Linked DNA regions of Mus musculus: regions 1, 2, 3, 4, 6 and 7 are each linked to region 5. Evidence: chromatin contacts called from public Hi-C and promoter capture Hi-C data. All regions are on one chromosome and are shown on one strand. The core of a region is the stretch at or near the end of the contact, and the rest is flanking DNA. Distances in the headings are between cores, read along the strand shown.

Region 1 (3,176 bases), core at 282-2,781, 1.4 Mb after region 5:
CATTCAATTAGTTCCATGACACAGTATCCCAACCCTGGAAAGCCCCTGCTGCTATCCACAACAGCAGCTTCTGTCCCACCACCCAATTCTCTGAAAGTGATACCTCACAGAGGCATGGGCAGCCCTCCCCATCCTAAATCCTTCAACTAGCCTTGGGCTCAGGCTGTCTCTCTTCAGCCTTCTCTCTGCTTTTCAGTCCCAGCTTCCTCATCACTATAACAGATAATCTAGAGTATTATTGAGATCTATTGAGGAATCTAGTGTGTTAGTTACCATCTCTACTTAATTAAATTAATTAAATTTAATTAATTAATTAATTAATTAAGAGACAGGGTCTCTGCATGTAGCTCTTGCTGTCCTGGAACTTTCTATGTAGACCTCGAACTCAGATAGATCCACCTGCTTCTACCTCCCCAGGGCTGGGAATTTAAAGATAAGGATCAGAGAAGAGGTAATGTATCCGGGGATATAGGAACTCAGGTCTGGACATCAATGTCTTCATCAGACACATTCTCAATAAGAGCTGTTTTATAATTCAGCTTTTCCCAGGGGACTTAAAATTCTCTAATGAGAGAGCAGCAGTGGTACCAACGGCTACACTGGGGCGAGTTAAATTTTCTAGATTCTATCAGCTCCTCCAAAACACAACACAACACAACACATATTCTAACTATAAACAGTGCACTTGCTAAGCAAAAGATCCCTCTCTTCCAACCAGATGGCCTATTCTAAGCCCCGCCTATGTGCAATTCTGGAGCAGCTTCAAGCAGTGGGGAACACAGGCAATACTCCCTCACTCATTCTATATTATTTTGTTGAGCACCTACTGCGCTCAGCAAATCCTGTAGAGCAGAAAACTGAACTACACAACCGTTTCGATTTGCGACAAGGAGGCTCTGTGGAGAGAGAGAGAGAGGGAGAGAGAGAGAGAGAGGGCACCACCACCACGCGACACTCCCGGGAGAGCATAGCCGCAGCTCGCTCGGGCCGCACGGTGCCTTAGCGCCTGGAACCTCTACCAGTGACCCTGGAGCACACTCTCCTCAAGCCTAGGCTCCAAATGGAGCCCGCAAGCAAGGTGTCCCTTCCTCAAGCTCCCCCACCACGCCCCCAGCCCGGGTAGCGCGGCCAAACCGGCCCCTACCCGCGCCACGCTCCCCGGACTAGCCCTGGCAGGGCGCCCCCTACCCGCTTCTCCCGCCTGTATGCCCCTGGATTCCGCCCCGGCCGGGGGCCCGTCCCCGGCGCCAGGCCGACCCCGAGGTCTCCCTCTCTGCTCTGACCCCCTCGGTGCGCTGCTCCCGCCCTCCTGTCTCCTCCCAGCCAGATACTACCTCCTTGACCGAGGCTTGATCGCAGATCACGATCTCCTCCTTGTCCTTGGGGGTCTTGACGGTGACCCGAATCTGGGGCCTCGTCTCAGCCCCACTCGGCTCCGCCATGCCGCCGCCCGGCCGCCCGCCAGCCCGTCCGGCTCCTCCTCCTCCTCCTCCCGGCCCGCCCGGCCCGGCCCGACTCCGGGGCCTCCAACTCCCCCTCCCGCCCCTCCCCAAGGCTCCGCCGCCCACTCCGGACAGCCGCAGCCACAGCGCCCCGGGCGGCCTGGGGGAGCACTGCAGCTGGGGCGGCCCAGGCCCGAGCAGGGTGCGCAGCTGGCCCGGGCCGGACAGCGCGGAGGGCGGGAGATTCAGGGCCGCCTGCGGCTCCCTCCTGTTCGGACAAAGGACTTTCGTTGTCGCCGTCTTATCTCCGTTCCCTGGGGTCACTTGGTTTTCTTGAGAGGCCTGGGTTCGTTCCTGGTTCAGGACGTCCTTAAGACCTCTGCGGATTCGAGCAGTCGTGGCCTCCGGGGAACCGCCCCGAGGGAGCCATTAAGGACGGTTTCAGAGACCTGGAGTTTGCCTACGTGGCTTCTCTGAGCCTTGGGAGTAAAAGAGCAAGACCCCACAGAATTGTGACTAGCGTACAATATTGCTTTAAAAAATGGTCAAGGATGTGCCTAACAGATAGATTTATTATTAGATTGCGATTGACCAGTAGGCACGAAGGCGTCCTTCGCGTGGAAGATGTTAAAAGTATTTCCACCGTTGCCACTGTCCTTGCGCTCCCGCTCTCCCCCCCCCCAACTCCACAACCACATGGTCCCACTGGAACGCTGAACTATGGTTCCCAGAATTCCTTGAGCGATCACATGAAACTACGATTCCCAGAGGCCCTCGCGCGGGGCGGGAATTGGGCCAGAGCCTCAGTAGATGGGCCCGGTGACTACAACTCCCAGGCGCCTCGTAGCTGGGCTCCTGGGCCACCGGAAGCGACTGAGGGAGAGCAAGAGGCTGCGACTGTAGGGGTGTGTTGGTGCAGGTCAGGGTTAAGAGACGCAGGCATGCTGCGTCCCAAGGCTTTGACGCAGGTGCTAAGCCAAGCCAACACTGGAGGAGTCCAGAGCACCCTGTGAGTGAACAAGAACCCAAGCAGCGAGCGCTGGAATGGGGCGGCGCGCGGCTGTCTGCAGTAGGGGTAGGGAAGAGCCCTACGCCGGGAGGTGGCTAATGTTGCAAGCTGCAGCTTCGGAAACCCTGCTTGAGGGCTTCCTCGGAAAGGGAAATGGACAGTTGATTAGCGTGTTCCTGGATTCTTGCTTCCTAAAAGCGCCAGTAGCTGGAATTGGGATAGGAACTCAGACCTTTCACTCTTCCTGAGTTTGTTGATATCCTTCCCATTCTTGCCAGGCTGCTGAATAATGAGGGATCGCTGCTGGCCTACTCCGGTTATGGGGACACAGATGCCCGGGTCACTGCGGCCATCGCCAGTAACATCTGGGCCGCGTATGATAGGAACGGGAACCAAGCGTTTAATGAAGACAGTCTCAAATTTATCCTGATGGACTGCATGGTATGGAGTAAAGTAGGCTGACTTCGAACTTGCAATGATTATCCTGCTTCTGCCACCTCAACCCTGAGATTGCAGGTGTGCACCATCGCACCTTGCCAAATAAAACATAGATATTAAAAAAGGAAGTGAGAGTACGGTGCTGGCCTATGTGAGGGTCCATCTCAGTGAAAAGGAGACATTTGTTAAAAGATCCGAAGGACGATAGGAAAGGGGAAGAGAATTAAGCCATACAGCAATCATTTGGGGAAATATTTCTAACAGTGCTTGCTATGGTGGCTTATGCC
Region 2 (3,220 bases), core at 318-2,817, 1.5 Mb after region 5:
AAGCAAGACGGAGGAGGAGAGGCCCACGCCAAGACTGGTACTTCCTCAGAAATTCCCCTCCCCAAACACAGGGGCCCTCCAACTTCGGTGTGTAAGCGACCAAGGGACCCCTCTTTGCCAAGGGCTCCCTCATCACCTCTCCCCAGACTGGGACCCTCCCCTGGGCCACACCCCCTTTCATTCCTACACTCAGCCCAACAAAGAGGCAGCTCTTCAGTCGGGCTTCGTGGACTAGGTCTCCCTCAGAGTCCCCAACTCCAACAGCAGAAGGTCCCAGGAGTGCCCCCTCCCCAGTATACAAGCAGAAACTAGAGTAGGGGCTCCCAAGTAATTGCACATTCCGTCAGTCCTTCCAGCCAGGAGCCGACACCCCCTCCGCACAGACCCTGGGATTGGGAGGCAGCTCCCCCTCCCCTTTCCTCTCCCAGTTCCAGGATATTTCTTTGTCTACGGGCGGAGCCCCAGGGGAGGAAGGGTCCCGAGAGTCGTCCCGACTAGGGGTAGCAGGGAACTTTGTGGCACTTGGAATCTGGGCAGGGGGCGGGGCCCCCTTTGTCGGGAAGGGACAGAGCCAGAGGCGCGCAAAGAAGGAAGCGATGAACTTTCCGTGCCGGGGACAGCAAGCCCCCACTCCAACCCTCGCAGTGTCCAGACGCCCGCTTACCTTGCCTGCCCACGATCTCGGCCACGTGCTCGGAGGTGGGCACGGGAACGCACTCCGTGGTGTTGCTGCTGCCCTTCAGTCGCAGCTCGGCCTCTTTGTAGAGCGCGCAGAGCTTGGCGTCGTTCGCCCCTTTGGGGGCGGTGGGGGGCTGGGGCGTCTGCGCCGCGGGGGCCGCGCTCGGGGCGGCCGGGGCCGCCGCGGGCGGCGGCGGCGGGGCCGGCTGCGGGGGGGCGGCCGGCTGCGCGGGGGCGCCGCCCCCCCCACCTCCCCCGTCCTCGCCCGCCGTGGGGGCGGGGGGCTCCCCCAAACCCAGGAGGCAGAGTTGATCAAGAGCCAGCTGAAGGGCGCGCTCGTCTTCCAGCAGCCCTCGGTCCTTAGCGCTTCCCCCGAAACATCCTAGTTCTCCAAAGCCCCCATTTCTTTCCATTATTCCAGATACCACTAGACTAGGCATGGCGAAACAAAAGCTGGGGGAGAGAGGGAGAGAGAGAGGTGGTGGAAGGGAGAAGAGGAGAGAGGAGGGGAGGGGAGAGGAGAGGAGGGGGTGTGTGGGGAGGGGGAACAAAGAGCTGGGGAGGGGGGAAGAAAGCGAGATAGAAAGATAGACCCACCCCTAAGCCCCCCTCCCCAAGCACCCTGTAACCTGACTCCCCTCGCCCCAGCCCCCGGGTGGGGGTGGGGGAAAAGAAGCAAAACCAAGAAAGCAGATCTCCTCTCGCTCCGGGGTGACGGGGTGGGGTGGGGGGCTGCGGGCCCTAGCCCCCACCCCTCCGCCTCGGACCCAGAGTCTCTACCCTCCGCCGAGCAGACGCCCCCTTAGGTTCCCGCACCGAGCCCCAGTCCCGGAGCGTCGCTCAGTGGCCCCCAATAGAGCCCAGCCCCTTCCAGCGCTCAAACTCTTTTGTTTTAAATGAACTGGATGGAGCAGCATGGAACTGACGGGAGGGGGGCGCGCCGGGGGCGCCCGGGGCATGCCGGGAGTTGTAGTTTCCCGCCCTCGGGCGCGGGGAGGAATTCCTCAACCCGGGCAAGAAGGGGATTGCGCCCCTCGGGCTCTGCCCACTGGTCACGGGAAAAGCCTCGGGTGGGTTGGGAGTTGTGGTCCGAGAAATTTTAGGAGCTGGCAGTATGCGGGAAGGGAGCGGGTGTGGAAAGGCGTTTCTCCTCTGCCCGCGGGTCCCGGGCCTCTTTCTTATGGTAATGAGGGCCGGGGCGGAGCGGCCTCGTGGCTGCAGTGCCCTCCCTCCTCCCGCGCGCGATCGCGGAGTCCACGGGCTCGGGCCTCTGGGAGAGAGCTGGTGGAGCAGACAAAGCCCGCGGCCGCTACAGTGGGAGGAGCAGGTCTCTGCGCTGTGTGGGGGCCAGGAAGGGGCGTTCGGTTGGGGGTGGGACCCCCGGTAGAGGATGTGGTTCCCTCTCTTCTCGGAGGTAGCAAGCCCTTCCCCCTCCCCCAGCCCCCCAGTTCCGGGATCTCAGAGGCCACGACTGGGAGGTGAGTTAGTTCGTGCCCCCGTGGTCCGTGCAGTGACCCGGGGAGGATGAGGAGGCGTGGAGGGAGAGGATGGGGGTGGGGGCTGATCCGGGAAGCCAGAAGGGTCCTAGAGGCTTCGTATGGCTTAATTTGGAGCCTTGAACCTTGAGTAACAGGAGTGAGATTGGGGGCCCCTGAGAACCCAGGTTTTTTATTTTTACTTTTTTAGACCTGAGCCTCGAATATAGTGGAGGAAATCTTTTGTCCCTTAGGACGGTCATTTCGCTGTTTCCTTTGCCTCCTTTATAAACCAGTAATTCAGCCCTTTTAACCCTAGAAATATGGCGAAAGAGATCATAAATAAGCTTTTAAGATTTGACTGTTAAGAGGGGAGTTAGAGTGTACTGCATTCTTTTCTCTTTCTTTCTTTTTTACTTCCCCCCTACTCTGTATCTTCTGGTTTTTGTTTTTGTTTTTCTTTCAAGAGAGGGATGGGATCTAAAGGTCTTGTGGTCAGGCTCAAGGAGTCACCTCCCCAAGTTGGATCACAGTAGATGGGTATGCTGGGTGGGTAGGAGTCCCGCCCCTGCCCGAGGGGTTTCCTTTGGGAAATCTGAGCTAGTCTAGAGGAAAAGTTTTGCATGAAGGTAGGGCAGTAGATTGACAATGGGGATGTCAGGAGGCACAGTGAGGCCAAAGGCCAGGAGGGCTGAGCTCAGGCCCGGTCCTTATAAGCTGATTTTTGGAAAGTGCGTTTGCACAGCATTTGGGAAGGCTGGAGTCTGAGCTGAGTGGTCGGTGGGTATGAGAGTTGTGGCTCTCCCCCTTCGGTATAGATGGTGAAGGAGAACTTTGAGCTGAGGGACCTGGCTAGCTAGAGTAGGGGAGGAGGTGCCCCACATGGAGGACTTTATGGGAGTGGATGCTCTCGCCTTCCAGCAGGAGTGGAGGAAGGCTTCTGACTCCTGTTCACCTCTCTCCCAGGAACCTGGACTTGGGCGCTGGGAGTTTCTTTGGAGAAAGTTTCTACTGGAGACCAGGTGACGGTGGGGCTAACAGCTGTTTGCAGCTTTCCTGTCCTCACT
Region 3 (3,183 bases), core at 362-2,861, 1.7 Mb after region 5:
TGACCTGGAAGACGGCAGGTGCATATTCATCATCGATGGAGTTCCGTTCGTTCACTGAGGGGCAGTCAGGGCCCTGTCCCAAGGTGGCTACCTCTAGACCAAATAGGGAATGGTTTCCACGAGGAGAAGCTCCAACCAGGGCCACTTCTAACTGGCAGACATCTGCTGTGTGCAGGAGGCGAGGGGGCTGAGCAGGTCGACCAGATCTAGAAAAGGCTTGGACCTTGGAAGGAGAAGGAAGCCATGTGGGGAGAATGGAGCTTGAGGGACAGATACTCCCACCCTCATCAGTCATTTCCAGTTCCTTCCCCATAGCCTCACCTTGAAGGTCAGGCTGCCATTGGCGAATGCTCCAGTAGGATCATCTACAGGGCGGCCTTGAAAATCGGCACTCAGGTTGGCAAGATCCAATGAGTTGGTGATATTGTTCCAGGAGAACTTGGCCAAGGAGTACGGAGGGTATGGCTTTCCTGGAGGCTGTGCCCCCTCGGACGCATTGGTGCTGTCAAACTCAAGCAGCTGGGGACAGGGTAGAGTGGAAGAGGCTTGCCTCCCTCTGGCTTTCTCTTGAATATCCCTCCCAGTCACCCCACCCAAAACTGCATTCACTTCACCCACCCTGGGCTAAACCCGTCCCTCGCCCTGGGGGTAGGATGGACTCTCTTCTTGTGATCTTCTCTCTGGGCTCCTTCAGACCCTCACCCTGGTGAAGACGAGAGCAGAAGAAAACTGTATGCTGCTCTTGGGGAGCACCATCAGGGCCCCAGCAGGATCGGGAGACAGCAGGAGACTCCAGTTGACACTCAGGACACTCTGAGTGGTGTTAGTGGCCACCAGCACCACAGCTGGAGGCCCCAGGCTGCTCCACACATAGTGCAGGGTGGAGTTGCTGCCCACTGCCCGAATATGAAGCAGGTTCTGTGGATTTGGCCAGCCGGAAATAACCTCCATAGATACCTGGAACACGGGGTAGTGGGGCGGAAGGAGCAAGATCAGGTATGCTCACAGGCAAAGCTGCAGCTTGTAGGTGGAGGACAGGACCTGGGCAATGCAAGGGCTCTTGAGGACCAGGCAAGAGGGAAATGTAGAAACTGAGGGGAACTTGGAATCAGGGGCAGATGTAGGGTTGAGAACATAGGGTGGATCCAGGATTACTCAGAGGGCTCAGAGCTAACAAGGCTTTTAAGTCCCCAAACTTGCCTGTTCCTGGGCTACAATGGCTGAGCCATGGCTCAGACATCGTCAGAAAGCAGGACGCAGTCATGCCTGACCCCTCCACAATTCTTCCAATCACTCGTGACTCCACACTGAGCTCTCTGGGTTGTTATCTCTCTTGCATCCACCTTCCACCCCTCTGTTGTCCCAGATTCCGGTCATCCTAGAAAGGTAGGATTTCCGGAAACATCTATAACTTCAGTTCCAGAGCCCTTACCTGGCGAGTCTCTTCTCCCTGCAGGCCAAATGGAGCTGAACACACAAGTAGACTCAAAAGGAGCCATGGGGTAGGGGCACAGGGGACCCAGCCCCAGTGAGGTCCCCAACAGCGAAACATACAGCCACAGCTAGTTAAACTCAGCGGAAGAGCCTCAGAGTCACATGACTCCTTTCCTGCTGATCCCTTTTGAGGGCGGGCCAACAAAGTTCTTAAAGGGGCCGCTTCTATTAACCCAGATCTGTTTAAGTTGGAATAGCCTCCCGAAAGCTCAAGGTGAACAGGTATTTTATCATCAACAGGTTGGCCTAGGCATCCTAGACTAGCTGTGCAAACATACTCCTACCTTACTGCAGACACCCTACCGGCCCCACCTACATCACCTCTGGTGAATAAACCCAGATTAAAATTTCCACACAATTTAACAGAGTAATTTGTATGTTACTGCTCTGTGCTAGAAAGATATAGAGAGGGCTGGAGAGATGGCTCAGTGGTTAAGAGCACTGACTGCTTTTCCGAAGGTCCTGAGTTCAAATCCCACCAACCACATGGTGGCTCACAACCATCCGTAATGAGACCTGACGTCCTCTTCTGGTGCAGCTAAAGACAGCTACAGTGTACTTAGATATAATAATAAAAAAAAATCTTCAAAACAAAAAAGGAAAGATATAGAGAGGAATTGGATATAAAAGAACCCTTGGGGGTCAGCAAGATGCCTCAGCATTTGCTCTAAACTGAACATGAGTTGGATATATATTCAGGACCAACGCGGTAGAAGGAGAAAAATAATTGCCAGAAGCTGTAACCTGATTTACACATGCATTCTGTGCATTGCTCACATAAAACAAGTGCAGTAAAATGTAAAAGAATGCCGGGCGGTGGTGGCGCACACCTTTGATCACAGCACTTGGGAGGCAGAGGCAGGCGGATTTCTGAGTTTGAGAAAAGTGAGTGCTAGGACACCAGGGTTACACAGAGAAACCCTGTCTTGAAAAAACAAAGACAAAAACACAAACAAAAAAAGTAAAAGAATAATAAAAGAATCCTTAGGTATGGTAGTCTCAGAAAACAGAACCAAACAGGAATGGAGGCTTGTTTCTACAAGGGGACCAAGACACCCTAATTCCAGCCAAGAGGTGAGAAGAGGAAGACCAGAAATTCAAGGTCTGGGGCATGAGATGTTCAGCAGGTAAATGCATTTCATTTATTAGATTACCAAGTAGGCAGGGACTGGCTGTCCAGGAACTCTTTATACATACCAGGCCGGCCTTGAACTATTAAAGATCCACCTGCCTGCCTCTACCTCCTCTGCTGGAATTAAAGGCATGAGCACCACAACCAGCCTGTTTTTCCTAAAATCTTAACATGTAAAGTATTTTGCCTGTATGTCTGTCTGTGTCTGGTGTCCTCAGAGACCAGAAGAGGATGTCAGATCCTCTGAGGCTGGAGTTACAGATGGCTGTGAGCTACCATGGAGATGATGGGAATCAAACCTTGGGTCCTCTGGAAGAAGTCAGTGCTCTTCATTACTGAGCATTTTCTCCATCTCCAACTTAAATCTGTTAGACTAATGCACAGTACAAATTTGAACCAGGTGTTCTGGCACAAGCCTTTAATCCTAGCTAACCAGGGCTACATAGAAGACCTTGTTAAAAAAAAAGAATCAGGATTACTTACATGATAATGTTAAGCAAGTGCTTTGACAGAGCTTATACACGCAACCTAGACACTAGGTTCTAACCTAGAGACAA
Region 4 (3,159 bases), core at 148-2,647, 1.7 Mb after region 5:
AAGAGATAACCTGAAATGCTTCAACTTCATAGTCTTGACCAGTACTTTCCTTGTATGCATGCTTACATATTTCCAGTGATTCATATCTTGAGTGCCCTGAATGGGCCTCAGTAGGACAGTGATTTTTCACAAGACTGCACACCCCTTACAACATCCCCGGGAAGAGGAGCCACAGAGTCTCAAAGATTAGTGACCAAGAAAGTCTGCTTGTGAGGCTGGAAAGATGGTTCAGCTTCAATTCCCAGCCCCTCAAGGTGGCTCACAACTGCCTGTAACTCCAATTCCAGGGAATCTTGGTGCCATACACAGACGAAAACAAACAAAATATCAATCACAAGCCAAGGAATCTCACGATAGAACAGGAAAAAGACTAAAGCCTGAGAGCCACCCTGTAGGTAAACTTCTCTCAGGAGACTAGAGCAGAAAATAATGACTTCTTACAAATCTGGCCTGCTGCTTAAAACCTCATGGACTCGTCTACGAGTGTGTAGGAGAGGTAGTGTCACTGAACACCTTTGTCTCTCCTCCCAGTGTGGCCAGACTAAATCTGTTTTTCTCTTTACTATGTTTAACTTTGACCCAGGCTTACTGAGTTATTCTCAATAGCTCAGGTAACTGACAAGGAACTGGTGCTCTTTACTGAGATGAGTGGCGTTCCCTAAAGAGGAAAGAAAACCAGGAAAGGAATTTGGGAGAACTGGCTGGTGGGAAAGATCACATCCAAGATCGGGAACGCCAGGAATGTCATTTCCGAACAAGGGTTGCTGAATGACCGCTACTGAAAAGATGCCACTTCCGATTCGATCTGCCGGTAAAGGCAGCTTTTACTTATCAACTTAACAACTCTACTACAGCCTCCTAAATACTGATGCTAAAGTATCAATCAAGCGAGTTGCCGTTAAGTCACGCCTCTACGGAGGGATGGACCGAGCATAGGAAGCAAGGCCTACCGTTAAGAACCATCATTACTATCTACACGGAAATCATGCTGTAAAGGACACGGGGGCGTGGAGGGTGGCGACTAAAGAACCGAACGCGAATAGGATGAAGCACACGTAAAGACTAGCGACTCCGAGAGCGGAAAGTCATTTTGTCAAAAGAAGGCGACAGGAGAGGCAAGAGAAGAAAAGTGGGGAAGGAGCTTGGTCCAAGGCGAAAAGACCACTGGAAGGCACGAGGGCCGAGTCATGGCGGGACGGAGCTGGGCAACACTGGCCAGCTTGGGGAGAGAGGGGCGGAGAGAGACATCCCTTCCCTGAACTCACTGAGCACGAGCACTGGACGGTGGCCCATCATGGCGGCACGACGCAGAGCCGACTCTCCAGAGCTGGGGGGAATCGGCAGAACCTTCTGGAGAGAAGAGCAGCGAAGAAAACGCTGCCTCCTCAGGAATGACACAGAAACCTGCTAACCTCTGAAGTGCCGCCAATCACCAAACTCATTTTATTGATTGACAAAAACATAGGCCAATCGACAGTATTAGCCCCGCCCTCTACGCAAGAAAGGCAAGGCAAGTTAGATAGAGAGGGCATGATGTAGGGGACTGGGAGACGCAAGCGCTTGCGCACTGGCGTGGCCGCTCCCGGCCGCGTGCGGCCAGAATGTCTGCGCAAGCGCCAAAGCACGGGCAGTTAGCTGGCTCGCTACAGCGCATGAGTACCCACTAGAGGGTGGGTGCTGGGGTGGAGGCTTTGGATTAATGCTGTAGGTAAGATCATGAAGCTCTGTTTTGTCCATCGGTTCTCGTCCGACCGTGAAGGCCAAGGAAGGCATGATAGTTCTCTACTTTTTATTTCAGCCTTAGCGGTAGGGAGGAGTAGAGGAGCCAGAAATACCCGTCGTGGCCCGAGAGATTGAGGCAGTGTAAAAGTGGAAGTTGTCCTACGGGGCGGGGAGGCAACGACTCGGCTCCCCGCCTCCCCGGAGCATGCTGGGAGTTGTGGTTTACTGCTCTAGACGCGCTGGTTTTCTTTTTTAAAGAAAAGGAAGGAAAATTCTTGTTCTTTAGATGTACCTATTTTTTATTTTATGTGTATGGTTGTTTTGCCTGTGCGTATGTAGGTGCACCACTTGTGAGAGGCGATCAAGCGGGAGTCTGATCCTCTGGAACTGGAATTGATTGTGAACCGCCACGTGGGTGCTAGGAAGTAACCCTGTCTGCGGGACCATCTATTGCTCTTAACTGTTGAGCTATCTCTCCTGTCCTAATGTCTTACTTCTTAGAAAAATACGTTGAGTCTAAGGCAAAAAGACATAAAGGAGGATCGCTCACATTTCCCCCGAATATCCTAAGTCGTGTTTCTTGCAGTATTATGAGTCTTCTTCGCCCCCTCCCCCCCAGCCTGGTCACTGGTTAGTGACAAAAGAAACTAGAGTTTTTGTTTTTTTAATTACCGTATTATCTTTACCAGAGTTCTAAGGCTGGCCTAAAACTCGTCGTAAAGACCAGGCTGATCTCAAACTGGAGACAAGCCTCTTGCCAGATCACCCCATATAGGAAAAAGACAAAACAAAACAACAAAAAAAATAAGGCTAGTAATTAAACAGAAGTCTCAAAGAGTCATGACATGTTTGTGATAGATTTAAAGTTCGTATTTGGTATGCTTTGTCTTCTGCAGTGAAAAGGCACTAACAAAAACTGCCGAAGGGAATTGGAGAAAAATTAACAATTTCAGAACAGTTGTTTGTTTGGTGTGGTAGCACACCCCTGTAATAAACTCCAGAGGCTGAGTCAAGAGGATAGCGATTTTCAGTGGCTTCAGTCTCCCTGGACCACATAAGGGAGGCAGCCTGGAGGGAAGGCTCAGTGGGCTTAGAGGGTATATTGCTCTTGCAGAGAACCTCAGCACAATTCCTTGAACTGATGTCTGGCTGCTCACAGTCACCTCTCACTCAAGGGAGATCTACTCATATATGTACATATTCACATAATTAAAACTTAAAAATTTTACATTTAAAACCAGACACCTCTATGAGATAGTGTATACACTGTTATATACTGTTACACTTCGGGCTTTCAGGGGAGTGCTTAGGAAAGAAGACACTGTTGTTTGACCATGTGACCCTATTATTCTTTCCCAGGCACCAGACCTGTTGCTGTCAAGATGGAGCAGCACACTAGTAACCCTACTAAGGAAAAAGGTGTGTCACAGCCCCTGT
Region 5 (3,306 bases), core at 189-2,688:
TCTTTGCCCTTTAAGATCTCTCACCTTAATGTGCTAATATTTTGCCCTTAAGGGGATTTCCTTATACATTCTGTGACTGGAAAGAACTACTGCAAATCTTCATTTCTTCTAGAAACTGCCTCATCTACAGCACGTTTCAGGAAGTGAAAGGGGAAGGAGCTAAGGACATTTAGAAGGCAAAGGACCTTGTGGGAATCTAAGCATGGTTTTAAAGGATTCTGAAGTCTCAAGCCAGCATTAGCTGCTGGCCGGCAGAACTCAATCTTGGGGTCTTTTTCTCTTTGGAGGAGTATAGTAGTTCTTGTTCTCTGAGTTATGTTTTTGAGACAGTCTCACTATGTAACCCTGACTGGCCTGGAGCTTGGTGTGGAGACCAGGTTGGTCTCACATTCAGAGATCTGCCTGCTTCTACCTCTTGAGTGCTAAGGTTAAAGGTTGTCAGCACTACACCCTGCCTTGCCTATTTTATGTGGCTTTGAAATGCCTACATTTTGGGAAAAGAATGGATGATCTTAGAGCAAGACCTGGGGTGGGGGCATGGTGCAGTAAAAGGTTTTTGGACTTCAATTACGTGAAAGAGAAGTTTCATTTTTCTTTGTAAGAGCCATATTGCCAGGGACTCGAGATCCTGTTTCAGCCTTCCAAAACTGCAAATATCCTCTGTGCTGAGGAGGTGAGGGAGGTCTGTTTATTTTGAGTCAGAGTCTCACTCTGTAGCCGACTTGCCTGAAACTCAGTGAGGAGCAGGCTGGCCTTATACCTCCCGAGTGGATTAAAACACCATCAAATTTCATTACGGCATGGTTTTCCCAAGACACAAGTAGCTTCTCGTTCCTGCCTAGTCTACAAATCTTACCTTGTTAGTTGGCCATCTGTTTAGTTTTTTAAAAGCAGCGTGTGGTGGTAACCGCCTTAAATCCCAGCATCTGGGAGGCATTAGGCAGGCGGGTTTGTAAGCCCCTTTGGTCTACAATCAGTTCCAGGACAGTCTGAACACCACACAGAAACCCTGTATCGAAAAAAACAAGCTTAAAAACTCCCTACTAGCTGAAGAGATTCCTAGCATCTTTATTCAGCAGTAGGGAAATCGCGGTTTAAGGAACTAGGTAACTTCGCCTAGCCTAGTATTAGACGTCACCGACATCAGTCTAAAACAAAACACAAGGTGGGGGGTGTTTTCTGATCCTGGGGTGAAGCAGGCCTCTGAACAGGCCACTCCCTCTGGCGGCTACCTGGGACCCTCCAGAGAGAAACGGAAACCCCCCTCGGGGGCCTGGCAGATCAGCAGGAGAAAGAATCTCCTAGAAGGGACGTGATCTTGAACTGGGAATTTCGCACGTCCACCCTCACTCAAAACTGAAAGGTAGCGTATAGAAGCTTCGTGTCTGAGGAGCACGGTCAGCCCCGCCTCTTCCTCCGGCTTACGACTTTTACGACAACGCCGCACCGTAGGGTTGCTTTCCGGCAGCGAACGCTGAGCCCTGGCTATATCCGACAGGGTAGCGTAAGCTGGTCGTGGTCTCGTGTTGCCCATGGGCTGCAGAGCTTCAAAGTTTCTAGTGCCCCTACTGGAATGAGCGTCTTTGATCTTTTCCGAGGCTTTTTCGGCTTTCCTGGACCTCGGAGGTGAGAATAGTTCTGGGCTGGATATACGGGAGGGGTGTTTTGGTGGACACTTGACCCCTTCATCATATTTTTGGAAAGCTTCCTTTCCCGCCCCCTTCAACTCCTGCTGAGAGGTCAAAGATCGCATTCTTGAGTACTCACCCCGCCACAGTAATCAAAGCAGTGGTTAAGAGGACAGAAACGGCAGCTTTCTCCAGACCTGGGTGATGCAACAGGGACCTGGGCGGAGAAAACAATGGGGGTCTGGGGAAGAGGACCATGAGCAAGTAATTGGGCGATTAGTAGTAGGCTGGATGACCCTGAAGAAAAACCATGGGTCGTCTGGCAGCTGTTGGGAGGTGCGGAGAGGCTCTGTTTAGAAACAATACAAAACCCTAATAGATCCATCAACGTTGTTCTGAAACCAGATCTCCTGTGTTTTCAGCTGCCCAGACCCCTCTTTGGCCCAGTTTGCTGCCCTTGTGTTGATTTTTATGGCTTAGACAGTGTTGAAGTCTTCGTGGCTTATTTGCCTTCACTCTCAGCCACAGAGATCCTTTTTTTGGAGGGATGACTCGAGATGATGACGACGATGATGATGATGATGACGAAGCGGAGGAAGACAGAGGCGCGTGGGGTCGAGAGAGCTATGCGTTTGATGGTTCTCAGCCTCCAGAGGAATTCGGTTTCAGCTTCAGCCCCAGGGGAGGGATGCGATTCCACGGCAACTTTGGCTTTGATGATCTAGTACGAGATTTTAATAGCATCTTCAGCGAGATGGGGGCCTGGACCTTGCCTTCCCACTCTCCTGGTGTGTGAATTTCCCTGAGGGAGACCCTATGGGTTTCTAGTGGGTTAGTGATGAATAACAGAACTTGCAGAGTAGTTGGGATAGTCTACAGAAATTGATTTTTAAAAGACTTAAAATGTTTAAGGCCTTTCCTATCCCAGAATCACCTACCAACTTTCTACAGAACTTCCAGGTCCTGAGTCAGAAACACCTGGTGAGAGACTGCGGGAGGGGCAGACACTACGAGACTCAATGCTTAAGTACCCAGATAGTCACCAACCCAGGATCTTTGAGGGGGTCTTGGAGAGTCATGCAAAACCTGAATCCCCAAAACCAGCTCCAGATTGGGGGTCGCAGGGACCTTTTCATAGGGTGAGTACTCTCTGCACCTGAACTGTAAGCCCTTGGTGGGATCTCTTAGAGTTGAGTTGCAATTTTAGCCCCTTTAATTAGTTCATTTATCCAGATTTTCTTCATTATTGGGATTTTCGTTTTGAAACTTACTTCACTGTATAGATTTAGATATCTGCCTGCCTCTGGATTAAATGTGTGCCACCACACCTCATCTAAGATTTATTTTCTTTTATATGTATGAGTGTTTTGCCTGCTTGAATGTCTCTGTACCACATGTACCTGTGCCCACAGAGGTCAAAAAGGATATTGAATCCCCTGGAACTCAAATTATGTATGGTTATGAGCCACCATGCTCTTGCTGGGAACTATAAACTATGGTCCTCTACAAGAGTGTCCCCTCCCCTCTCTTATTTGATTTGATTTGTTTGTTTATGTATTTTGAGACGGAGTCTCTGTAGTATTGGCTGACCTGGAACTTGCTATATAGACCATGCTGGCCTCAAACTCAGGGATCTCCTGCCTCTGAGTTTGTTAGTTAGGATTTTGTTGCTGTTTGT
Region 6 (3,313 bases), core at 566-3,065, 1.3 Mb after region 5:
AGGATCTTACCATTACTCTTGGCCAACCTTTATGCCACCAAGCCTGGTGCTGAATGCACACTCCTCCTGCTTTTGCTTCCCAAGTGCTGGCATTACAGATGTCTGTCATCACTCCCAGCTAATGGCAGAGCTTTGTGCCCTCCTCAGCCCAACATTTCTTTAAGATAATCACTCAGAATCAAAACTGCTTCCTTATGATTTTGTAACATTTCAGTCTATAGCAGATAGCAGCTAATAACAACAATATAATCCACGAACTACAGAACTGGGCATGGGGTTCATGCCTCTACTCTCAGACTAAGCAGAAGGAGTGTTACGAGTTCAAGGCTAGCTTAGGCTTTGACCTGTTATCAAGGAAGACAATAACACAACTTAAAACAAGAGAAAACAAGGCTGGGGATGTGGCAGAGCCCTTGCATGGTATGCTCGGCTAGAGTCTCAGGTTCCATCCCCAGGTGGGGGTGTCAGGGAGACAGATTTACCCCACTAGCATTCCACCAACCTATGACAGCCAAAGATGACAAAGACACAGGAGAAGACAGTACTATATAATGAGCTGCAAGGATAAGGAAATAAAGGAAGAGCTCTAAGTGGAAGATTGGTTCTAAGAGTTCAGCAGGCTGGCTCTACTTGTTTTTCTGCTTCCTTTTGTGGAAGTTCAAACCAGCTGACTCATCCTTCAGGGTTAGTCTCATGTCAGACCCTGAACAGTGACAGCAAGAAAAGGTTTCATTGAGTGGTCGTTAAACTTTTCCTTTAATCTAACAATACATTATATGTCCTTAAATAAAAAAGACAGTTTGTCTACCAATGTAATCTGAAGACTAAAGATAGCATAAATGTGCATATGAAGTCTAAAATAAATACTCAAATGTTTATTCTGGTCTCTAAGTAAGTATGAATTACATACACAAACAAGCTTAGGATATAAATATTACTTTTTAAGCTCTAACTCTATTGAGATACTTTCCCAGGCTGTATCTGGAAATATAAACAAGGAGCTGACTTACCAATGGTGGGGTCATGGTCTTCTGGGAATCGGTGGCTGATGAACTGCATTGTCATGGCTTCAAAACAAGAGATGCAACTCAGGACACTGTGACCAGGAAGTATTTTAGCTATCAATTTTGCACAAGAGCCAGTAACCCATCTGGGTTGCTTTTCAAACGTTGTGTGGCAAACAGAAATGGTTACCTACCACTCTTCCCAACTCCACCGGCACCCAGCATCACTAGTTTGTATTCCCGGGAGAGTGCTGCAGGGCTGCTACAGCTGCTACCAATGGGGCGAGCTCCGGACTCCATTGTCCTCCGGGGCAGTCCTGGGCCCCTGGGAAAGGCCTCCTAGAGGAGAAGGCACAGAACATTCAATCCAGGATGGAAACAGTGGGCCACAGTGAGAGCCTCCTTCTTCCGTCCCCAAACACCATGGCCTACTCTGCTCATTGCAGAACGCTAAGAAGCCCTACATCCTCGCCCTTCACAATCAGTCTCAGTCCTAAAACAGATCATAGATGTCCAAACTTACTTTTTCCAGAAAACTAAAAAGAACTTAAAACTTCAGATTGAGGCAGCGTGCCAGTAGGAAGGAGCCGGATGAGTGCAGAGCGCTGCCTGACACTGTCACGTTCTTTCACGGTGGCCGTGGCTCCCCCACTTCACCACCTTTCCCGCCACCGTCACCCCCCCGCCCTGTTCACCTGAGCCTGTACCTCTGAAACCAGCTTTGAGGCCGGGTGGTAACCCGCGTTCCTTTCCCAGCTGCGCCCCACAGCCCAGGGCCCCGCCCGGGTCCTGGAAGATGGCGCCGGTGGGCGGGGCATGACCCTGAGCCCCGCCCCCACAGCTGACAGATACTCTGCTCCGCCCCGCGCCTAACTCTAACTCGCTAAGCCCTCTGGTCACATACGAATCTCAAGGCTTGCACTTACAAAAATGGATGTTATATTAATCGAACAGATACTTTTAAAGATTTATTAATTTATTATATGTAAGTACACTGTAGCTGTCTTCAGACACTCCAGAAGTGGATGTCAGATCTTGTTAAGATGGTTGTGAGCTACCATGTGGTTGCTGGAATTTGAACTCAGGACCTTTGGAAGAGCAGTGCTCTTAACACCTAAGCCATCTCTCCAGCCACGAACAGATACTTTTAAAGTGATTAACTTAGGGCTATTTGCTGCTGGTAGAGGGAAAATATCTGTCACCAGATGTACAGCACAACAAACCCACACCCCCTCAATCTTTCCAAAATACAGAATTACATTAGGGTAGGTATGGTACTTGCTACAAAGCAGCGCTTCATTTTCCAAAAACGCTGTTACATCAAAAGCTCTTGAAACCAAAACCAGATGATCGCGGTATCCAGTTATTCTAGTTAGAATTTTTTTTTTAAAGATTTATTTATTTATTATATATAAGTACACTGTAGCTGTCCTCAGATACTCCAGAAGAGGGCATCAGATTTCGTTACGGATGGTTGTGAGCCACCATGTGGTTGCTGGGATTTGAACTCGGGACCTTCGGAAGAGCAGGTGGCGCTCTTAACCACTGAGCCATCTCACCAGCCCTCTAGTTAGAATTTTAAATTTTAAAATTATTAAGACAAATACAAGTCAGATAGGATGCAAGCACATCCATATAAACCAAGCATTTGGAAGGTGTCTGTGCCAAGCAGTACAAGGGCCACCTTGGATACCAGCTAAATTCGACATTGGGTTACATGAAACCCTGTCTTAAAAGCAGAGCTCAGGAGAGATTATCAGTAGTTAAAAACACTCCTTGCGGGGGCTGGTGAGATGGCTCAGTGGGTAAGAGCACCCGACTGCTCTTCCGAAGGTCCAGAGTTCAAATCCCAGCAACCACATGGTGGCTCACAACCATCCGCAACAGGATCTGATTCCCTCTTCTGGAGTGTCTGAGGACAGCTACAGTGTACTTACATATATTAACAAAATAAATCTTTAAAAAAAAACAAAAAACACTTCTTGCTTCTGGATTCAGTCGCTAGCACCCACACAGTGGCCCACAACCATCCAGTTTCAGGGGATCCACAACCCTCTTCTGACCATTTGCAGGCATCAGGAATACAAATGGTGCACATATATACACATAAGCAAAAACATACATATGAATAAATACACCTTTTTAAAAAGCAGATAGCTTATGCCTTTAATTCCAGCACTCCAGAGGCAGGTGTGTATCTGTTTGTGACCAGCTTTAGACAAGACAGACAGAGAGGGTCTCTTTTGACTTCCAAGCTAGTAAAGGCTACAATGTGGGACCCAGTCTCATAAAAAACAAATTAGCATAAC
Region 7 (3,367 bases), core at 845-3,344, 1.3 Mb after region 5:
TTTGTTACACTTTATGGCAAAGCAAAGCTTCAGTTTAAAGATTTAATTACACTGTAAATAGATGAAAATAACCAAATAATACTCTCAACTTGTCTGAGATCAAAACACAACTTATTTCTCCACTTTTAGCTCATATTTCATTGTGTTTAGTCATTAAAATATATATTTTAGATCTAATGAGAGATAACTTTTTTTGCTGCTTTTTTTTCATCTCCTTTTTGGAGACAGGGAGAAATTCACTTGCCTCTGCCTCCTGAACACTGGAATTAAAGGCATGTCCCACCACTGCCCAGCTACAAGACATATTTTTTTAAAAAATATTTTGGCTCTTGAGTGATCACCACACAAGCATGAGGATGTGAGTTTTAATTTCCAAAAAGCACGCATCAGGCATGTCATATCAATGCCCCAACAGCATGATGGAAGACAGTGATGAGGAATCCCTGGCCTAATATAAACACAGCGGCAAACAGAGACCCGGACTCGGGACTCAAACAAGGTGGAAGGTGAAGACTGATACCAAGGCTATCCTCCGACCTCCCACATTCACCACGGCTATGTCATTTCCTGATGACAAACACTGTGTGTGTCATACCAACACACTCACTGAGGGTCAACAAGATGCTCAGAGCATAAAGGTACTTACTGCCAAGCAAGATGACCTTAGTTCAATCCCTCACATTGCCAAGCCCCAAATCCTATGACACTTGAGAGACATACATACAAATGAGTATTTTTAAAACACTGACTTGATATACCAGAACTTCATGGATCAAAAACATATTGCCTCAAATATCCATAAAAAAAAACTGAGTTTAAGTTTCTAAGCACAAAAACTAGTCCATAAAAGTAACAAGACCAGCCAGGTGGTGGCTGCGCATGTCCTTATCCTACGTAGATGGCAGAGACGGATATCTCCCCATTAGTTCGAGGCTAAACCACGGTTCCAGGACAGCCAAGACTACGTGGACTTGTCTCGAAAAACAAAACAAGGGAACTACATCAATTAAAACTGCCTGACTTCAGGATGCAATGATGGGGCACAGCACTTGGGGGGTCAGAGGCAAGAGGCATCTCTGCAAGCAGGCCAGCCTGGTCTAAATATACAGAGTCTCTGCCTGAAACAAAAAAACCAAAGCCCATTCATTGCCTTGCAGGAACAATTTAACAAGGTATCATCTAAATACTCCCAAACGTGATCTTCACTCTAACCGGTTTCATCTTCATTAACCCCAATGACCAAGCAACTGAAAGGTGAAGAAAGGGGAGGAAAAAGAAAATCCCGAAGCGCAGAGCGTCTAGCGCTCGCAATACCTTCTCGGCCGCATTCTGAGATGGTTTCAGCTTCCCTTTGGCCATGAGCATAGCATTGATCTTGGCAGCCACGGCAGCGGCGGCATCCAAGGCTCCTGAAGGAGCGGCGGCGGTGGTGGCGCCCCCGGGGCTCGCCCCGCTGCCAGCGACTTCTCCACCTGGGGCCGTTGGCGGCAGGAAGAGAAGCGGAGCTGGCGCTGGCTGATCCCATTTGCTGCGGCGCCTACAGGTAGGAAAAGGGAAATCCTGAGGCCCACGGCCTTCCTTTGTGTAGTCTCCCCCTTCGTACACTCCATCCCGCGTCGCCTGCCATGGTCCCGAGACGTGCCCGAGATTCCTATCTAAAGCTCAGTCCCACTCCCCTTATTCCGATCCCCTTACGAAACATTTCCTTTCCAGTCACTTCCATCCGGAGACTCGGCTCGGCCGGGAACGCTCTGCGTTCGCCTTCTCCTTGGCTCGTCCTTCTAAAAGGCTCCGAGTTCCCTCCCTTCCCTCTCGCACCGCGGCCGGCCTCTTTCCGGGCGCCCGAGGCCAGCTCAACATTCTCTCCAGAACCCCGGCCTCGGCATCCGGACGCGTCCTACTAGACGGCCCGTCCGGCCCACACGCAGCCTCGCCGGTCTCCCTGCCCCGGGCCCGTGCTCGCTGCCCCCAGCCTGGCCCGCGAAGCCCTTACCCGCCAGCGGCAGGATGTGTCGCGCTCCCTGCGGACATGGCGGCCTGCTCCAGTCAACCACCCGCCAACTACCCACCACCGCCCTCCCGCCACTTCCGCCCAACGCGCTGACGCACGGCCTTTTCCGGCCGTGAGGTAAGGCGGGTCCGGTGAGGACTCTTGATTCCGATTGGACCCTCGGTGATTTAAAGCGTCTGGCGTCTCAGTGACAGGAGTGCCTGCCTGTCGACTCTCCGGCTTGCTCTCTTGCCCTTAATAAAAATGGTTGTTGGGCCTGGTTTAAAAGCGAGTTGCGGGCTAGGAGAATCCATTTTTATTGTGGGCAAGCGAGTTGCCTGGAAGACAAGTCAGAAAATGAAGCCGACTTTCTCCGCGTTCTCTTTGCTCACGTGGAGTCCCAGCCTGTAGCGGAGGAGAACCCTGCCGGCGACTTCAGCGCACTTCTCGATTCAGCTTATGAAAAAAGGAAATGATTCTTTCCAAAGTCATTTGCACAACTTCCTTTTCTTTCTTTCTCTTTTTGTTTTGTTTTGGGTCCCCCACCCACCCACCCTTAGGGATAGGAAGCTCCAGTCAGCCCGCTGCATGGGGGGGGGGGGGCTGTTCTGGTGGCCATGAGCAAAAACATTGGTTTTGGCAAACTCGTAAGCACTTGGACAACTTGTTATAAAACAAGTAAAGTTGGAGAAAAACTGCTCAGCGAGGTGGAGCTTTTAAAAAAAACGAAGCCAGGGACTGAGAGATAGCCCTGCAGACGAAGGTGCTAGTAGACAAACAACGATGTAAGTTAGATCCCTGGAGCACACAAGGAAAGTTGCTCTCTGATCTAAGAACTGTCATAATGGAGATTAAAAATCAAAAGTTATGAAATCCCCTTCTCTGAGGGCTGTGTGTTTACACTTGACTGCCTCTTCAATATACTGAAAAGCTTTGAATTCTAAGGAGTTTTGGGTGAATCTGAAAAACAGATCCTTAACGTTTATGCAAGTATTCTTCCAACAGAAAGCAAACAAACCCAGAATGCTAGCTTATAGAAATACTTACATTCCGACATAATTCATAGAATAAAATTCACTTGGGGCTGGTGAGATGGCTCAGTGGGTAAGAGCACCCGACTGCTCTTCCGAAGGTCCAGAGTTCAAATCCCAGCAACCACATGGTGGCTCATAACCATCCGTAACAAGATCTGGCGCCCTCTTCTGGAGTGTCTGAAGACAGCTACAGTGTACTTACATATAATAATAAATAAATCTTTAAAAAAAAAAAAATTCACTTAAAAGCTAAATAATAGAGAGTTTGGGCACATAATAAATAAATATACATTTGTGGTAGGGATGAAGACACTGCTCTGTGGTGTCAACCACACTAGTGTGA

What was found. Promoter capture Hi-C pulls out the DNA fragments that hold promoters and counts their contacts. Hi-C and Micro-C count contacts between places; a contact is called where the count stands out from the background. Capture Hi-C pulls out chosen DNA fragments and counts their contacts.
Region 1: a contact with region 5 is called in a promoter capture Hi-C map of liver, with 3 times the contacts expected there. The contact joins the promoter of Ubqln4 here to the promoter of Hax1 in region 5. A contact is called at or near these places in 5 of 39 promoter capture datasets (the C10 cell line, hippocampal neurons, liver and 1 more) and 1 of 9 other capture datasets (liver).
Region 2: a promoter capture Hi-C map of pre-B cells shows a contact between it and region 5, with 2.3 times the contacts expected there. The contact joins the promoter of Mex3a here to the promoter of Hax1 in region 5. A contact is called at or near these places in 4 of 39 promoter capture datasets (cranial neural crest, liver, neutrophils and 1 more) and 1 of 9 other capture datasets (liver).
Region 3: a contact with region 5 is called in a promoter capture Hi-C map of hippocampal neurons, with 5 times the contacts expected there. The contact joins the promoter of Glmp here to the promoter of Hax1 in region 5. A contact is called at or near these places in 6 of 39 promoter capture datasets (the C10 cell line, cranial neural crest, embryonic stem cells and 3 more), 1 of 115 datasets of contacts at active chromatin or transcription factors (microglia) and 2 of 9 other capture datasets (adipose tissue and liver).
Region 4: a Hi-C map of B cells shows a contact between it and region 5, with 8 read pairs. The contact joins the promoter of Cct3 here to the promoter of Hax1 in region 5. A contact is called at or near these places in 4 of 39 promoter capture datasets (the C10 cell line, cranial neural crest, hippocampal neurons and 1 more), 8 of 484 Hi-C or Micro-C datasets (B cells, the C10 cell line, the G1E-ER4 cell line and 5 more) and 1 of 115 datasets of contacts at active chromatin or transcription factors (astrocytes).
Region 6: a promoter capture Hi-C map of liver shows a contact between it and region 5, with 6 times the contacts expected there. The contact joins the promoter of Rit1 here to the promoter of Hax1 in region 5. A contact is called at or near these places in 12 of 39 promoter capture datasets (the C10 cell line, the HPC-7 cell line, cranial neural crest and 7 more), 4 of 484 Hi-C or Micro-C datasets (CD4 T cells, CD8 T cells, embryonic stem cells and 1 more), 2 of 115 datasets of contacts at active chromatin or transcription factors (embryonic forebrain and microglia) and 1 of 9 other capture datasets (liver).
Region 7: a contact with region 5 is called in a promoter capture Hi-C map of adipose tissue, with 5 times the contacts expected there. The contact joins the promoter of Khdc4 here to the promoter of Hax1 in region 5. A contact is called at or near these places in 8 of 39 promoter capture datasets (cranial neural crest, embryonic stem cells, frontonasal cranial neural crest and 4 more), 1 of 115 datasets of contacts at active chromatin or transcription factors (astrocytes) and 1 of 9 other capture datasets (adipose tissue).

The regions. Positions count from the first base shown.
Region 1 is chr3:88,552,071-88,555,246 of GRCm38.p6, reverse strand. It overlaps Ubqln4 (ubiquilin 4), which reads right to left and starts at 1,531. Exons shown (of 11, transcript NM_033526.2): 1 at 1,335-1,531. The coding sequence starts at 1,442. Lamtor2 (late endosomal/lysosomal adaptor, MAPK and MTOR activator 2) reads left to right here and starts at 2,296. Exons shown (of 4, transcript NM_031248.4): 1 at 2,296-2,451; 2 at 2,730-2,892. The coding sequence starts at 2,384.
Region 2 is chr3:88,530,293-88,533,512 of GRCm38.p6, reverse strand. Mex3a (mex3 RNA binding family member A) reads right to left here and starts at 1,567. Exons shown (of 2, transcript NM_001029890.3): 1 at 665-1,567. The coding sequence starts at 1,118. Gm38618 (a long non-coding RNA gene) reads left to right here and starts at 1,633. Exons shown (of 2, transcript XR_867447.3): 1 at 1,633-2,156; 2 at 3,120-3,220.
Region 3 is chr3:88,323,451-88,326,633 of GRCm38.p6, reverse strand. Glmp (glycosylated lysosomal membrane protein) reads right to left here and starts at 1,611. Exons shown (of 6, transcript NM_020003.1): 1 at 1,433-1,611; 2 at 703-957; 3 at 322-519; 4 at 5-223. The coding sequence starts at 1,552.
Region 4 is chr3:88,295,373-88,298,531 of GRCm38.p6, reverse strand. It overlaps Cct3 (chaperonin containing Tcp1, subunit 3 (gamma)), which reads right to left and starts at 1,397. Exons shown (of 14, transcript NM_009836.1): 1 at 1,266-1,397. The coding sequence starts at 1,296. Tsacc (TSSK6 activating co-chaperone) reads left to right here and starts at 1,533. Exons shown (of 4, transcript NM_001357024.1): 1 at 1,533-1,708; 2 at 3,082-3,141. The coding sequence starts at 3,105.
Region 5 is chr3:89,996,848-90,000,153 of GRCm38.p6, reverse strand. Hax1 (HCLS1 associated X-1) reads left to right here and starts at 1,438. Exons shown (of 7, transcript NM_011826.4): 1 at 1,438-1,626; 2 at 2,151-2,416; 3 at 2,580-2,767. The coding sequence starts at 1,574. Gm19710 (predicted gene, 19710) reads right to left here and starts at 1,394. Exons shown (of 4, transcript NR_045749.1): 1 at 1,233-1,394; 2 at 857-1,009. It also overlaps a transcript of Ubap2l not described here.
Region 6 is chr3:88,715,356-88,718,668 of GRCm38.p6, reverse strand. It overlaps Rit1 (Ras-like without CAAX 1), which reads right to left and starts at 1,815. Exons shown (of 6, transcript NM_009069.4): 1 at 1,712-1,815; 2 at 1,199-1,343; 3 at 1,011-1,067. The coding sequence starts at 1,304.
Region 7 is chr3:88,684,514-88,687,880 of GRCm38.p6, reverse strand. It overlaps Khdc4 (KH domain containing 4, pre-mRNA splicing factor), which reads right to left and starts at 2,094. Exons shown (of 14, transcript NM_028814.4): 1 at 1,994-2,094; 2 at 1,315-1,537. The coding sequence starts at 2,031.